2 separate regions of the Macaca mulatta genome follow, and region 1 is linked to region 2. The links are chromatin contacts, called in public Hi-C maps. All regions are on one chromosome and are shown on one strand. Each heading gives the region's core, a stretch centred on a gene start, on an enhancer-like site or on the middle of the called end of the contact. The rest is flanking DNA. Distances are from core to core; before and after follow the strand shown.

Evidence for each region. Hi-C and Micro-C count contacts between places; a contact is called where the count stands out from the background.
Region 1: a contact with region 2 is called in a Hi-C map of blood, with 2.0 times the contacts expected there. The contact joins the promoter of ABHD5 here to the promoter of ANO10 in region 2. A contact is called at or near these places in 3 of 14 Hi-C or Micro-C datasets (blood, cortical neurons and liver).

What each region holds. Positions count from the first base shown.
Region 1 is chr2:107,000,131-107,003,926 of T2T-MMU8v2.0, forward strand. It overlaps ABHD5 (abhydrolase domain containing 5, lysophosphatidic acid acyltransferase), which reads left to right and starts at 1,650. Exons shown (of 7, transcript NM_001265641.1): 1 at 1,650-1,699. The coding sequence starts at 1,653.
Region 2 is chr2:106,940,998-106,945,000 of T2T-MMU8v2.0, forward strand. It overlaps ANO10 (anoctamin 10), which reads right to left and starts at 1,799. Exons shown (of 14, transcript XR_013414552.1): 1 at 1,697-1,799.

The sequences.
Region 1 (3,796 bases), core at 400-2,899, 59 kb after region 2:
GTTCCCTAATAAATCACCTTTTACTGACAAGCTGGATTTGTCTGCTTCATTCTTTAGTTTCTCAGCTCCTTCTGCATTTGGAGGTCACTTTGCATATATGGCCCTTTCATAAAACAACCAGGAATTCCTATAAAAATGTTTTTTATACGTTCTGGTCTTCCCTAAAACATTTTATGAATTAGATCAAACACAATAAAAAATTTACTAGTTATTACTATGCCTAAGAGATTATAAGTGGCTTTCCCCCCTCTAAATTACAGAAGACACCATTCCTATCCTAGAGGACTTTCTCGTGTAGTTGGAAAGATACTCGATAATGTTTATTAAAAAGCTGTAACAATTACGCAAGGCCGAGAATCTGACAGCTAGATGGTCGATAAAGATACGTTTACAGTGGGGCTCAGAGGAGAGAAAAAGAGGGAGGAGAGTCAGGGAAGGAGAGCAATGAACTGAGTCTAAAATAAAGGTTAATGTATTCGCATAGGATCTATCAAAACAGCAGCCGTATTTCAACCAATTGTTTTCAAGCACCTAGAACAAAGTGAGCCCATAGTAGATACACATGAAACACAAATGAATGAGTAGTAGTGGGTGGTAGAATTACAAAAGCAGGTTGCACCTGATGGTTAAAAAGCTTTAAAACAGGTCAAGAAATACTTCTATTTAGGTTAGTCATTTCCCCTCAATAACTCTAACTACCTAAACATCGATTTTTTTTTTTTTTTTTTTTTTTTTTTGAGACGGAGTTTCCTTCTTGTTGCCCAGGCTGGAGTGCAGTGGCGTGATCTCGGCTCACCGCAACCTCCGCCTCCCGGGTTCAAGCAATTCTCCTGCCTCAGGCTCCCGAGTAGCTGGGATTACAGGCGTGCGCCACCACGCCTGGCTAATGTTACATTTTTAGTAGACACAGGGTTTCTCCATGTTGGTCAGGCTGGTCTCGAACTCCCGACCTCAGGTCATCTACCCGCCTGGGCCGCCCAAAGTGCTGGGATTACAGGCATGAGCCACCGCGCCCGGCCAACACCTACTCTTTTCACCCTCCCAGGTATCTAGAGGGTTGAGTGGGAGGGAAATTGCTGGTTTGGGACACTACAGTAACACCAGCACCTAGAGCAGTGCTCAACTGACTGAAGGCTCCTGTGAGTCGCCCTCTCCCCCCGGCCCCTCAACCCGCGGGGAAGGGCTGGTGGGAGGCCCGGGAGGCCACACAGCACCTCGATTACGGCATTTCATTCGCCACTGCACCATCTATCGGACACTAGCTAGGCTCTTCCAGGACTGGACGCACCTCCGCCCCCAAGGTGCCACCTGACAGCCAACACTGACAGGATGATGCATGAATACAGTCATTATTCAAATTAGCTATCACCTAACTCAGTCGGGTGAGTCTCACCAGTTCTTCTGGGCTGACTGTCCGGCCCCGCACTCACACCCGGGGGCGTCGGGCGGGAGAACGCGTGCGCGCTGACTGGGGATGGCGGAGGCAAGGCCGGGCACGCGCAAACGCGGGCGCGCCGCCAGGCCGTGCTAGGGCGCGGAAGACGCATGCGCGGGCGGCCCGCGCGGCCTTAAGTGCAGCGCCGACCTGGGGCGGCCCAGTCGGCCTGTCAGCCGGCTTCGAGGCGAGTTCCGGCGCTTGCGCGGCGGCGGCTATGGCGGCGGAGGAGGAGGAGGTGGGCTCCGCCGACACCGAAGAGAGGTAAGCGCAGCCGGCAGAGGGCAGGGGGCTTCTATGCGTCTCCGGCGCGCACCCTCCGCGCGGGCCGGGTTAGGCCCAGCGGGCAGCACCAAGGACTCGCCGCCCGCCTGGCGATGACCTGCCGCTTCCTCGCCCCAGCATGACTCCGCGCGGCGCCCCGAGGCGTCCCGGCGCCGCTCTGCTCGGGATAGGCTCCCCTCAGCGCCGGGGCCGCGAGGTGTCTGAGCCGGACTCCGGCCGCACCGGGAGGCTGCCTTGACCCCGCGCGGAGGGTCCGCCCCGTTGTTGTGTAAGCCGCCCCGCGGGCAGGCGACTGAGCTGGCCGCGGCGGCCGCACCGGCTCGGGCTCTGCCAAGGGACCCGGCCTGTCCCAGTGCGGCCGGCGGGCGGTGCCCGGCAGACCCTGCACCTGACTGCGAGGCGCGGGAAATGACCGGGTGTCTCTGTCAGCCTCCCAGCGCGGCTTCCGTCTACAGGTACTACCTGTGCTCTGTCCAGCCTCGGCCGCTGGGCGATCTTTCCCGTAGCCGTGGGAAGGGGCGGCGCTTCCTTGGGGGGGTATTAGAGGCCCGAATTCGCCCGGGAAGCGGCGGGAGGGCAGGGGTGCCGAGAAGGAGGGAGGGGAGAAGAAGTTAGGGAAGTGGGTGTATGGCTGTGGGTTTCAGATACTTCATAGAAAGAAAGTTAGCCCTTAAAATAGAGATACCACGTTCAAATGTGATAATTCATCTTTCGAATAAAGGTCTTTGGATTGCAAGCTCCACTGTCCCTTATTTGTTTGCGCTTCTGGGATTATTCTGGTTTTACTGGCGAAGTGTGTGTTGCATGTGCCTTAGAAGAAACACATAATGTATAGGAAACTGGAAGTTGGAGGGCAGATGTCTAGTCTGAAACTTTTTGATATACAGGTGTAGTGAGTTTATTCTTTTCTACACCTAAATGACTTCTTGCATTTGTTAGTAGAAGAATAGTAGTTAATGAGTGGAATAATTGTTATGGAGATTATTGCCTTGTTTCTCAAGACCTGTCATTTATATTGGAAAGTAAACTTCCCCCATATATATTTAATTTTTTGACATCGGTTCTACTTCAGACCTCTGGAGAAATTTGCCTAGGAAGCATAACCTAAATGATAGAATATGGAGTACCATGAAGACAGGGATATTTGGAAAGATGTCATGGGGAAAAATTGTGAAATATTAGAAACGAAGTTATTCTCTTGAGTTTTGTTTATTTGTTGAGGTTTGTTGATGAACTTCCTCGTTGCATTGAGGTGAAATGTTGAATGTTATGTGGACGCAAGTAGGAACCTGATTGGTAGGTTGTGTTCTCATCTGATTTGTCACAACATTTTTGACTCTTGACACTACTTTCAGGTGGACTCTTTGGTTTTGATGTAGTGGGACCTGGAAGTCCAGGACACAATCGTGAAAGGGTTTTATGGCTTGGAGTGATGGTTGGAGGTCATTGGAAGTAGATGATTAAAAAATCCTTAGCAGCTGATTAGCCAGTTTCTAGACAGAAGTGGGCTTCCCTGGTATTCTTGGCAATATGCTTTAGCGGTGTCTAGGGACTATCCCTAGAAGTGATCCTGTGAAGTCCAAGGTTGACCCTGTGTGCTGGATGTTATTGTTCCCATTTTGCAGTTGAAACTACCACTGGAAGGGCTGCTGACAGTCTGCCAGCAAGTAGCAGGGCTGGAGTGGAACCCTTTCAGGTGTCTGGATTTAATCTAAGATGCTTATCCTGTATCTCTGCTGCCTGTCACTGGAATTGGGACTCGTGGGATGTCTGGCTCTTGTTTTGAATACAGTTCCCTAACCTTAAAACATTTGAGGTTTAGATAGGGAGATGACATTAACAAAGGAAAGTTATAAAATGGTCATCTGACGGCTTTTTGAATATGATTCTTGTCCTTTACTTTGTGGCACTTAGTGAAGACAGGCATACTGGGATCCATTTTGCTTTCAACATCCAACCCCTTTCAGCTGCAGAACAGTTGAGAAAGCTAAAAGTGATGAGAGTAGAGTAGACTTCTGTGAATTGCTTTAAGTTATCCTAGAGAATGATTAAGTGACAATTGAGTTGAGAGGAAAG
Region 2 (4,003 bases), core at 549-3,048:
AGAAGCAAGCACACATCAAATTATTCTAACACATGGGCTAAGTACAGTACTTATTGTAAGGTGGAAAGAAAAAGCAAAAGTATGAAGTAACATGACATTATTACCCCAATTATGTAACAACACTACCCTAATTTTGTGTACATTCATATACACAAAAATACAAAAATTAGGAAGAAATGCATCAAAATGTTATTACATGTGGCAAAACTACAGATTTTAATTTTCATCCTTATACTTTTCTCTGTCTTCCAAAGGTGTCTACAGTGAAAAAAGTTGGCCAGGCGCGGTGGCTCACGTCTGTAATCTCAGCACTTTGGGAGGCCAAGGTGGGACGATTACCTGAGGTCAGGAGTTGATGACCAGCCTGGCCAACATGGTGGAACCCCATCTCTATTAAAAACACAAAAATTAGCCGGGCATGGTGGCGGGCGCCTGTAATCCCAGCTACTCGGGAGGCTGAGGCGGGAGAATCGCTTGAACCCGAGAGGCGGAGGTTGCAGTAAGCAGAGATTGTGCCACTGCACTCCAGTCTGGGTGACAGAGCAAGACTTCGTCTCAAAAAGAAAAGAAAAAGAAAAGAAAAAAGTTTAAATGGGTTTAAGTGCACATACACCCCAATTTACCAAGCCTTTTCTATGCCCTTCCATTATTTTAGAGCTTTCAAATTTCATTCATCTGCAACTCTACGATTCTTTCAGCAACAGCTGTTCAGAACAGATGATTTACTTTCCACATTGAATTTTAAACTGTTTATCATGCAGAATGGGCCCTTAGAAAACATCTAGTCCTCTAGATTTGTATGACTTTAAATTAAAAGTCGACACTACAAAGTGGATTTAACCGCTTTAAACCCCACGGGATTAAACTCCGCAGGATTTAAGGCAATATGATACAACTGTGTCCTGAGTCTGAATAAACCTCAGCTGCACTTTTTAAGTCTGGGATCTCCATACACCGTTTTGTTGGAATACAAGGTTTTACAGAAGGCAGCGCACACCAATGCTGGTGCTGTGAAGGCACCCAGAAAATCAGACGCTGCCTGTAGGGGAGAACCCCATTCCATCCACGTTTCTCAGGTGTCCCAGGTACCAGCCAGACAGGTATCTATTATTTAAACTGCACAGTATGTCCCAGTCAAAAGCCTGGAAACCCAATCACCTCGATGTGAGCATTATCCTGCAAGCCCGCTCCGGCCAAACCCACTTGGAGACAGCCTTGCCCGTCCTGATCCCGGACTGCCCAGGAAGCAAGAATCCCGGGACCCTGAGCTGGCCCTTCTAAAAACCACCCTTCACTCCGCTCCGCCAACTACCCCACTCACTGCCTCCTTCCCCAGAGCGCTGAGGCCCCTAACATCCCCCACCCTGACTCCACCAGCCCCAAATTTCAGCCTCATCGCGCTTCTCTCAGGACTCAAACCATCGCCCCAGACCCATATTCCCTCTATAAACCTCTCCCCTCCCCTGCGACGTCCACTACCCGCAACACCTTCACTCATCCCTGCCCCCACAGCCTCCGCGCCTATCCTGGTCCCACTTCCCATCCCCAGGGGTGCCGGCACCGGGAGGCGGCCCGGGAACGCAGGGCGGCGGCCGGGAGGAACTCCTGGAGCCTGCAGTGGCCGGGGCTCTGTCGCTGCACGGAGCCGGGCACTGCCGCCGACAGCTGGGGGTCCGAGGTGCCCTTCCCCACTCACCGGCCGCCGCAGCGCTCCACGTCTTCGGGGGCTGGCCAGAGAGCCGGCGAGAACCGGAGGCCGGGCAAAAGAGCGCCGGGTGCGGGGGGCGGGCCAGGCCAGTGGGGCGGGCGCTGCCGAGCGCTGGGCGTGGCGGACGCGGCGGGGCCTAGACGCGGTCACACGCAGAGGGGGCGGGGCCGCGGCGGGAGAGGCGGGGCCTCACTGGGCGGTCGCTCCGGGAGGGGCGGAACCGCGGTGGGAGGGGCGGGGCCTCACTGGGCGGTCGTCGTGGACGAGAACCCAGACTGGAACCGGTCCGAAGAAACAAAAGGCAGCCCTGATTGGGCTGTCGCCTGGAACGGAGCCCAGGCCGGGAGAAAGGGAGGGGCGTACCTAACGTACTGTAGCACCCTTCGAGATCCGGAAGGCAGCGGGAGAGGCGGGGCCGAGAAGGGAGAGGACTGGTTGGGCTGTCACTCGGAGCGGAGGCGGCACGCCGCTGGGCTCTCCAACCCAGAGCGGTCGGGGCGGGGGAAAGGAATACGCCCCTTCACATTTCCCTCTTCCATCTCTTAAAGACCAGAACCTAATTTTCTGGTCACTTTCAGGTATAAGAACAAGTCTCATTTTAACTGTAGCTCACTTTCAAGTTGTGAAAAACGCAGATCCTTTTATAATTAAAACCTAACATCCAACCACAGCCAAATCCCTTTCGGTGGTTTATAGGGTTTCCCAGTCCCTTACCTCTATGAAAACCTCTTTTACTCTCCTACTTGCTCCTCACCAGCCACACTGGTACCCTTGTTCCTCCTAGAACTCGCCAGACACCTTTCCACCTCCAGGCCCAGGGTCTTTGCCCCAGCCATTCCCTCTGCCCAGAAAGCTCTTCCCTCGGATAGCTGCTTGGCTCACTTCCTCACCTCCCTTGGTTTTTGCTGGGCTTTCACTTTCTCCCTGAGGCCCTTTCTGACCGTCCTACTTAATACCTGTTCTCATCTCCTCCCCACCCCACCATTTCCTTACCTGCTCTCCTATTTCTTTTGTCCACCACGCTTATTGACTTTTTGTTGTTGTTGTTTTGAGATAGAGCCTCGCTCTGTCACCCAGGCTAGGGTGCAGTGGCGCAGTCTCGGCTCACTGCAACCTCCGCCTCCCAGGTTCAAGCGATTCTCCTGTCTCAGCCTCCCGAGTAGCTGGGATTACAGGCGCGCACCACCACGCCCAGCCAATTTTTGTATTTTTTGTAGAGACAGGGTTTCACCACGTTGGCCAGGCTGGTCTTGAACTCCTCACCTCAGGTGATCCGCCTGCCTCCGCTTCCCAAAGTGCTGGGATTACAGGCGTGAGCCACTGCACCTAGCCGGCTTTAAGTGTTTTTAGTTACCCAGGGTCTACCACAGTCTGAAAATAGGTGAGGCCAGAACAATAAGATATTGGGAGAGAGAGAGAGACCATATTCACCTTTTATTACAGTCTATTTTTATAATTTTTCTATTTTATTATTATTCATTGTTGTTAATCCCTTACTGTACCTAATTTATAAATGAAACTTTATCATAGTATGTATGTATGTGTAGGAAAAAACATAGTATACATAGAGTTTTATACTATCCTCAGTTTCAAGCATCCGCTGGGGATCTTGGAATGTATCTCCCACAGATAATGAAAGATTACTAATCCCAATGTTTAGAACAGTGTTAGGTCCGTAGTAGACAAGCAATAACTCCGAAATGAAAAATTTAAAAAAAATGAATGAACCCTTTCTGCCTCCATACATCCAGCTTTGGCCAGATCAATGCCTCAATAAACTGTAGTGGGGAGAAGGCTGGTCTGTTCTTTACTCCCCACCCTTTTCTGGGTCTTCCAGGTTCCAGCCAGGAGGCAGGGAGACTAAAAGAAAGGAGCAGAAGACTAATTACTTGGTAGGAGCAGTTTGTCACTCATTCTAGACCCCTGATGCTATCATGGCAGCTCACAACATTATTAACCAGTTCTCTTGCGGCTATCTTTTTGTAGGTCCTGTGTGGTTATGTCCAGAGGTTCTGTCTTCTGAAAATCAGGACAAATTATTTATGAACTTCAGTAAGTTTAGACATGAATTACTCCTTAGACTTTTGTTTTTAAATCGTACTCTTCCTATCTTCTAATCCTTCAACTTATGGCCATCCTCCATATAACTTTATTTTCTTATATTTATGTGGCTGGAGGAATGAGGAAAAAACTGAATGGGAATATAAACCTCCTTTTCTCTTGGATAATCTTATTTCACCTCCACAATTAACAAAGTAAAACTTTCTGTTAAGTATAGCAGATTGTTGGACAACA